2 separate regions of the Drosophila melanogaster genome follow, and region 2 is linked to region 1. Evidence: chromatin contacts called from public Hi-C data. All regions are on one chromosome and are shown on one strand. The core of a region is the stretch at or near the end of the contact, and the rest is flanking DNA. Distances in the headings are between cores, read along the strand shown.

Region 1 (4,534 bases), core at 1,319-3,818:
TTATATCTTTTAATAATCTCAAAAGTTTGACGAGTTACTTAAGGGGCAACTTACTTTTGAATGTATGGTTATGTTAATTTATGTGAGTTCATTAGGTCGCTGTTTATTTAGCAGGATTATACTGTTATAGTTATTTGACTTCCACCTTTTTATTTAAATACATATAACGACGACTTCCCAATACCGTTAGGGACTGAACCTCCTGTGACTTTGTTTAAATTTTCGAAACTCTCGCCACTCATCAGGTGAACCTCCTGCGACTCTGGATGCAATTTGCCGCATTTACCTGCTGCTATCTACTTTTTGACTTTTCGGCTTCTTGTTATTCTTTTTTTCCACCACTGCGACGGCTGCCAACTGCCGGTGGGCCCATAAAAAACTGCCAAATGCACTGGCCCATCTACCTAAATGGCAGAGGATTGGGCTCCGGATCGCGAGGGCAGAGGTCGCAGGACAGCGTGTGTTCTGGCCATGTCCGCTGGCCTGTCTCGCAGCATCCTGCATCCTGAATTTTCAACGGAAGGCCAAATTAGCAGAGATGCCTCCGCTGCAAGGCGCGCGTTTTGTTTACGACGCCCGGCACTTAACATTGTACTTTTTATGACCTCGTAAAAAAACTGCACACATTTCTCGCCGATTTGAAGGCTGGGTGGAATAATTTTCGGGGAAAAACACCGACCTTGAAGGCGGCGTCAAAAAGTTAATGATCACCATCGGCTCTGGAACGATTTTTTAATGTTTCTCATGTGTTGCTCAGCCGCACACATAAAAAACGGTTCCCTAAAAAAAACCAAACTACCAGAAGACAATGCATAAGTCAAGGATAACTCTAACGATTGTTATTTGCGATTCAGTCGAGTTCGAATTCGTGCCGCCTGAGAATTTACAACGATTTCCCGCCGAAATTCGCAGAGAAATATCGTGTCCCGCGCCACATTTCTCATCCTCCTGCGCGGGCACGAAAATCTTGTCATGATCTCTTCGAGGACACGGAGCCACACGATCGGATGCCCAGCTGGAGCTGCAGAGTTCTCACATGTTGGCCCGAAAGGGTCAGCAAGGTCAGCTGGAAGTTAGCAGTCGTGGTCGTGTCTCCTTTTTTTGATTCCACTTTTTTTTTAAGCCCAAACACTCGACTCTGTCAACCTCCAAAGATAAAAAATGTGGTTCGACGTTTTCCCGAAATGAAAGAAAATATAAGGTACAGGTTATTTAAAAATTAAGCGTGAACATAAACTGAGAAAGAACTTGTAACAACATTTACATTCCACAGGAAACGTTTAAAACTGTTTTAAGCTAATATATTCTACTCTTCACAAAGTAAAAAGTTCACCCGTTCTAATTAAAGCTTATAATGATAATCCCTTATTTCATTCTAACGATGTAGAAAGTTTCTTTCAAGCCTTATGAACTAATACCATTCATCAAACCTTAAATCCATAAATATATTCTCCCGGACCAATTATCACTTCTGGCAGGGCCATGAATAGTATTGGTAATTTATTTTCCCCGCCGGCCACTTCATTAAAGTCTTTGGGAAAACATTGAACAATAAATAAGGGGGCCTAATAAATCAGCGAAATGTGACAGAAATTTGATAAAAACAAAAATTTTGGTTTAACTGATAATGCCGGAGAGGGTAAAACAAAAAAAGCAACGACGTGGGGATAAATGTATAAGGACGGAAGAGAAGAAATACAGCGTTTTAATAAAGACTCATAAATTCCGCTGGCGACGACAACAAAAGCGACAAAACGACTTTGGACTTGCAAGATGAGCGCTAAAAATAAATAAAACTATTAATCAGGGCCAGCACGAAGAGGAAGAGCGAATAAAGATGGAAGTGAGTTTCAGTTTTTCCACACAGCAACAAAAATATCACATTTATAATTATCGCCTTTTTTGAGAGTAAAGTTTCTTACCCTTATTTCGGCTTAATTACCACATTTTTCAGATTGTATTGTATAATCTAAATAAGTATTTCTATTTGGATAGTAATTTAATAATTCTATTAACTATTTAGCTAAATAGCTCAAGATATACAATTTTTACAGTGCACGGGGGAAAATGAACAGCGTCAGCGAAGCGGTCGTAAATAATTTTTAAAACAACTCTTTTTGCCAAGAAAGAGAGAAGGCAGCGGAACCTTGCGCGGTTTTTCAGCTGCTGCCAAGAAGAAAAGCCAAGAGTTTGCCTCTGGAAAACGCCAAGTGCAGTGCAACAGGAAAATCCATGGAAAACAGCAACAAAAACGATAGAGAGAGAGCAAGCAAGAGAAAAAGGGGCGGAAAAGAGGAGCGGAGAGAGACGGCCATAAGAAATGCCACTTTGCGAATATTGTGTGCCAACTATAAACACTTCAGAGCGGCCATTAAAATCACAGTGAGAGAGTGAGAGCGCACTCGCTCAAAGAGCGAGCGCGTCCAGTGAAAATCGGAATGAACACGCAAGAGCGAAAGAGCCAAATGAATAATGGCGGTTGCCGCAAGACAAATAACCCAGCCCCGTTCTCTCTCGCTGGCTGCTGCTGTCTTGCTCTGTCGCGGCGCGCTTATATGCTCGCCTGTTTTGACTTATGTGAAATAAATCAGCAGCCGTTGAGTAGGTGCCGCGTATGTGTTTTTGCGTTTGTGTGAGTGTGTGGAGGGGAAGTGCTCACTCTCTCGTTTCTCGCTCTTTGTCGCTGAGGAATTAATAAATATTATTTTTGATCAACAATTCACAAGTAAATTAGCGCGGTACAGGTAAAGAGTAATACGGCTTTTACCCAAGTTTTTAGATTCACTTCGCTTTTTCAGCGGTGTAGCAACAATAACTCAATACTTTCGGGTCATAAACCATTTCCTTTGTTTGCCAAGTGTCCAGAAATACACATAAAAAGTATTAAGCACGTCTTTAGCTGCGCGATTTATGTGAGAATCGTATTTCTTGGCTGTTTTTTCTCACTTTTTTTCAGTAGTCAGCCTGCTACTTTTAAATATAATAAATTAATTTTATTTTCTACACACGCGACGCGGCGGCTAGTTCTTCTTCTTCTTCTTTATCTTTTCCTATGCTTTTGCGCATGTTCCGCAAAATAAAAACGATGGAAATTACTCAGCTGCAATAGTCGCATGTTTTACGAGGGCTGCACAATTTATGGTCATTAAATTGTTAAAGAGAGAGAGAGAGAGTTTGAAAGAGTCTTTCATACAATAAAAATAAACTAAACTTTATTAACCAGCTGGAATTTCAACAAAAACACTCATTAAGAGGTAAACAAACAAATACAAATGGGGAACAAATCAATAGAATGAAGAATTTAGCAAAAAAAAAAACTCGAGTCCTCATCGATTTATTTATGCGGGAAAACGACTCGAGAAGTGAAAAGAGAGCAACTTGAGTTGCCATAAAGCACTCGTACTCACATTCCATCATTATCAGCTAGGTTTTGGAATTCAAATTCGTATATGGGTCATTCCACTGGGAATAGGCTGCGAAGAGAAGGAGTGTCCAAGGAGAAAGAGCTAGAGAGAGCGAGCATAAGTCAATTATATAATCGGCAATTGAAATTCAGTTTCTGGCCTGTGTTGTTGTTTAAATTACAGCCGACACCTCATCAAAACGAGTGTTTTTCCACCCACGCGTTGCGGCATGCAATGCATTTTAATTCGAAATCCAGAGGATGTGCCCGCGGAACTCGATTTTTGTAGCCCAGTGTCAAGCCAGCGATCCCGTAAGCTCGTCTTTTGAGCCAAAAGCTTTGCCTTTTGCCCTTTCCAGGTACCCGGGATGGCCGACAGATGGCTCGTCGTTCTTAACCCTCTAAATACCGCTGCCCAGGCACTTAGAAAAAATTGGCACCTTGTCTATACTCAAAAAAAAAAAGCATCGAACAAATATTTTACCACAGCAATAATATAAATGGTTTGCAATTAAAAAACGTAATTTTTTTTAAATAAAGGGTTAATTCGTTCATCGCCTTATCTTCCCAGATACCCAAAAGTTGTTTAAGTGTGTTTGTATGTTTGTAGCGACGGCCAAGCCTTAGAAGCTCATTTTGGTTTTTTGGGCTTCCAACACGCACAACAGCGTCATCATCAGCAGTTTGCGAGGCAAGCGGGGCTCAACATGCGTATCACCATACCAATAAGAAAAAACAGAAATCGCATATATCCGCCGACGCTGAAAGTTTATTTATGAGTTCGCTGAGGTGGAACACGCATATAGCATTGGTAATGGGTTATCTTATTGTTTATAAAGATTTAGGAACTGTCACAAGTTGCTGACAATTAATAAAAATCTTTAAAATTGTATATTCATTTAATACAGTTAGCTAGGAAATTTTCAAAATATTGTCATATATATTTATTTATATATATATTTTTTTTTTATAAATATCAAAAATTCTTTACGATCGTTAGTTGCTTCAAATATTTTATAATATGTGGAATTTGATTATATACTATATGTAAGAGTTAGGGAACTCGCTGGTTCCTAATATGATATACTCTTGGTGGGAAATACTAAAAAAAATAATCATTGGCCGCACCTC
Region 2 (4,534 bases), core at 518-3,017, 130 kb after region 1:
CTTAAACTTGAATGACTTTATAATTCAACACTGTGAGAAATAGCATTTTAAAAATATCTTTTTCTTTAACTTTTTCATAAGATTTACACAGCAATTTAATTTGTATCAATGTCTATTAAAATTTACTTGTCTTTAATGAACATCTCCCGTCTCTGTATTTAACTTTTCTACTTCATAATCGAATGCAAACTACATTGGACTTAGTATATAAATCACTAACAAAATTAATCGAATTAAAAGGTACTAAAAACAAAAATAAACTTGGCGTCCAATGTGATAAACAAGAATTAAAAATGGCAAAACAAAAAATATAACATGTTTATAAAAATTACTCGGAAACCATAAAAAGAACATTAACCAAATTGAATATGTTTGGATTGAACATAAATCTTTCGGGTAGCATGATACAGAACTCAAGTGAAAAAAATATATAATCCAAATGCTTTATATATTTTTCAGCTAGATTTCCCTGCCAGTGCCAACGAGTTAGTATGTGGGTTACTTTTACAGTACTATATGAGATGGCCAACAGTTAGTACTTTTTAGATAGAGTTAGTGAGACAGAATTCGGAAACTTTGCCAGCTGCCCGACTTTAAGCTACTTTTCTCGATTCCGAGAAGTGAAATGCATTTTGTTACCTTTCTCAAGTTTTCTCTAGCGAACTTTTGGCGAGCAGCTTGTATTTGCAGCTTTTCTGTTTCTGTTACTTTTTTCGCTCGAAGCTGGCGAATTCACAACGAAATTTGTTAAATTTGCATATGGTCTCGGGTTGCGTTGTATTTGCAGCTGTGGCACAAGTGTGTGTGTCGCATGTGTGTGTTTGGGGTGTGTGTATCTTTTATTTGTTGTAAAAGCAATTAAAATGCGGTCATCAATTACGCGGAAATTCGAATGGACGTCGTGCCGGCGGGATTTCGTACGTGTGATTTATAGGCGCGCGATCTTTTTTAATGGCACTCTTGTATTTTTATGGCAGAGTGAGTTTCCTGCGGCTTTTAACGACTTCTCAAGTGCGTGAGTGTGTGTGTGGCCGGAGAAATGCTTTCTCCCAACGTTTTGCTTTAATTACTTTGTTTAAAATGTCATAAAACACTTTGCAGGTAGAACTATCGAAGTCTGGAACGGAGAGGCGAGAACCTTTTTACGATGTCAACTTTATGTCTTTTTAATTTTTACGAACCGCACACAGTGAGTTATAAACCATAGTGTTTTGACAGTTTTTTCGGTTTTAAATTTCACACACAATTTTATTATATTTTACGCGATCTATAACATTTAAGTGACAATAAGCCGGCGGCCGAAACGGAACAATAAACACGGCGAATCGGAAACTGAATCGTATTGCCGCACTACAGTCGTATAGTCGTATAATCGTATAATCCGAATCGGAATCGGAGGGCCGAAATTCCAAAGAGTGGAGAGCTGAGTTCCGCAGACACTACTGCGCGCCACGATAATAAATATTATAATAAAACGAAATTTTTAAAAGAGTATAAAAATTTCGTGTAATTGGTAATTCTTGCTGCCAGCGCGGGCAGCGGCGTCGACAGAAACGGCGGCAGAGCGGCAGCGACTGAGGCGCTTTGAGTCGTTGGAGACTTTGAGTTTTGTCTGTCTACGGAGGGGGTTTTCCTTTATATTTTTTGTTTTCTATTTTTTTTTTTTTGGGGAGACCGCTTTACGCGCGAGAAGAGAAGCGAAAGCAAAGCCGCTGCGAAACGTCGAGCGTTGTGGCGTTACGAGCAGCGAAACGTTTATGGCGCAATACAAAAGCCATGCGAGCGTTCTTATGGGCAACTGGATGCTGAGTTTGTGACAATTCATTTTGGCTCACTCCCTGACTCAACGTCGACTGCAGCAGCGGCGGCAATAAGAAAGATGGCAGCGCAGCCAGTTCATATGTCTGTCCCGCTTTTGCTCGCAGGCACTCAGGCCGAGCACCGCCGCTGTTCTCTCTCTCTTTCCCGCTCTCTCGCATGATGGCCGCCTCGCTGCTTTGAGTGAGTAATTTCCCGATTTGAGTGCCTCTCCTAATTTCACTCTTTATAACGTGAGAATGGAAACTATTGGAGCCCCGCTTTGAGTGCTATGCTTTTTAAGTGTTTTATGCTTTGTTTGGCAAAATGTTATTGTTGATTAAATTACCGTGCATTATTCATTTTGAGTGCGCTGCCTTTGAGTGAGCGTGTTTCAATACAAATTAGACAAAATTTATATTTGACTTTTTTTGTGGAATCACCCTCTTGTGGTGTTTCAAAAAAAAAAACCCTTAAATTTCTACAGATAAAAATGCCGACTCGGCAAAAAGACAGCACTGCCTCTTCTTTTTTCGGCCACCGCCTTTTGTGCGCCTTTATTTTCTCTCTTTTCTGTTGTCACTGGAATTGCTGTTATGACATTTTTATGAAAAATTTCAAATTTATGGTTGAAATTGGACAACACACAAGCATTTTACTCATGCCTCTTCTACTATTGCTCTCATCCTCCTTCGTAGCGCAAATGTGTGCGGAAATAAAGTGAATCTGCAATTTCTTAACTTTTCTACTTAGAGAACTTTGCTATCTGACATTTCGAAGGATTTTACACAGAGAGTTAAAAAACGAAAAGAGGCATTGTGAGTGGAATTCAATTTTTTAAGTCTTACCAAATATTCCAATACATTTTTTGTTGGTCATTAGGTAAGGAATGTAATTATAAAGTTAGGATTCAAATAAAAAATTTTTTAGCATAGGCTAGACTTGATAAGTGAAATTAGGACATCAGGTTTCATTTATGAAGCGAACGTTCTTTCTAAATATAGTTATGTTAAAAAAATCAGTAGAAACAATGTTATAGTTTTTCTATATTTATTTTTGTATTTTTTATTTAAATCATACCACATCACAACATTTTCTTATCCTTCAATTAAATAATTTTTAGCCATTTAACACTCATAAATTAACCTTAATAAACAATTTCTAAAGCATAACAAATTTATTTAAATTATTTCTTATTCATAAATCTACCAGTTAATGTGCTTCCTACCTGTCTATTTGTTGGAATACGACTCGTGCTCAAATTGGATTGCCAACTCTTTGGCTATAACAATTGAATAATTGATCCATCAGCGGATTGGCTAAACAATCAATTTTTGGCACACTGGCTTCTTAATTCTTTAATGACCAAAGGTGTATTACGGTCAAGGGGGAGAAGCAGTAACGGCGTTAATGGCCAGAGAGCGCTTTAAAATTAATTGCTCATAAATTCTAAATTAAGCATTTTGCCACACTTTGGTTTCTGCTTATGGGTCATACAGCGAGTGCGAATGAGTGGATTTACTCATGCACTGAAAATATAACTGGTAATTTTATTTTGTATAACCTTTGATGATGCAAAATTCGTATTATTGTAACGAAATAGTATTGAATTAAACTATTTTTATGACATATTACTAATTTATACATGATGGAACATTTTAAGTAACTAAATTTAACTAAATAAATTCAAAATGGTTTTTAAATAAATTAAAAAGTTCTTTAGGTTAATTCAACTTGTTATAGAAGCCCGAAAAATGGTTTATTGCTGTGATGTATTTGTAATTGAATATTATGTCTAGCCGTCCAATATTTTAAAAGAGAAGGGTTATTATTTTTCAAGTGTACTGCTGCCCAGGTACTCAGCCACTCACAGCGGGCCGTGATTTACTGCCCTTGCCCCGGGGTTATGGGATGTGGACTATAAGCGGTGGGCCCGTGGCAGGTGGGCCGCCCAACGACCGGAAAAATGTAAAACGCCCATTTTGATAATCAAAACAAATAATAAAACAACTTCACACGTTAGTCTGACACAACTACTGGTGCAAGCAACACAACAACAGCAATAACCAGCGAGCGAGCCCCATTAAGCGATAATAACCGTAATAAACATATAAAAATTGAAACGGTGGGTGTGTGTGGGGCGGCAAAGAAATGCAGAAAAAGTAAATAAATAAAAGAATCGTAATTTCCAACAATAAAACACTATTTTGAGTTCCCAGGGATAAGTGTCGAGTTTCGGTTGAGTCAAGTTGCGCTGCGTTCCGTTGAGTCGGTTTTCCGACTTCGGTGGTGGATTGCGTGGGTTATTACGTGTGATCCTCGGAATCGTTAAACAAAAGCGGAACAAACCATAAAAGCAGCTCCGTTTGTAATCTCTCGAGCGACAGGTTGTATCTAAAACAAAATAGGTATAAAAAGAAAAAAACTCTTGTAAAACATAAACGACATGAATAAACTGTTGAATGGGTAAATAAAAATTAATAAAAGTAGCGTAATTTAAGTGGAAGTGCGAAACAAATAGTTATGATTATTATTGACCATTCTTTTTGTCAGCATTTTATGAATATGATTATCAGAAACTAGTTTACATAGATTTTTTTTAAAAACAATATTTTTTCCTGGACAGGAAATTGTTTCCCTTATGTTGTTGCTACCACTTAAAATAAGTATCACTTTAAACTCACATTCAAATTACAGAAATTTTGTTCTAAGGCCGAATTCTAATTGTAAACAATTT

Evidence for each region. A called contact is a pair of places that touch in the nucleus more often than the background predicts.
Region 2: a contact with region 1 is called in a Hi-C map of the OSC cell line, with 2.4 times the contacts expected there. A contact is called at or near these places in 23 of 107 Hi-C or Micro-C datasets (the Clone 8 cell line, the D17-c3 cell line, the Kc167 cell line and 9 more).

What each region holds. Positions count from the first base shown.
Region 1 is chr3R:16,700,558-16,705,091 of dm6, forward strand. All of the region lies in intron 1 of Ubx (Ultrabithorax), which reads right to left. Among named protein-coding and RNA genes, the nearest start is that of Ubx, 32 kb to the right of the region's middle.
Region 2 is chr3R:16,828,282-16,832,815 of dm6, forward strand. It overlaps abd-A (abdominal A), which reads right to left and starts at 1,768. Exons shown (of 6, transcript NM_001260216.2): 1 at 640-1,768. MSAmiP (MSA micropeptide) reads right to left here. Exons shown (of 8, transcript NM_001414138.1): 8 at 2,834-4,191. The coding sequence starts at 3,292. The coding sequence ends at 3,230. lncRNA:iab8 (long non-coding RNA:iab8) reads right to left here. Exons shown (of 8, transcript NR_048413.2): 8 at 2,835-4,191.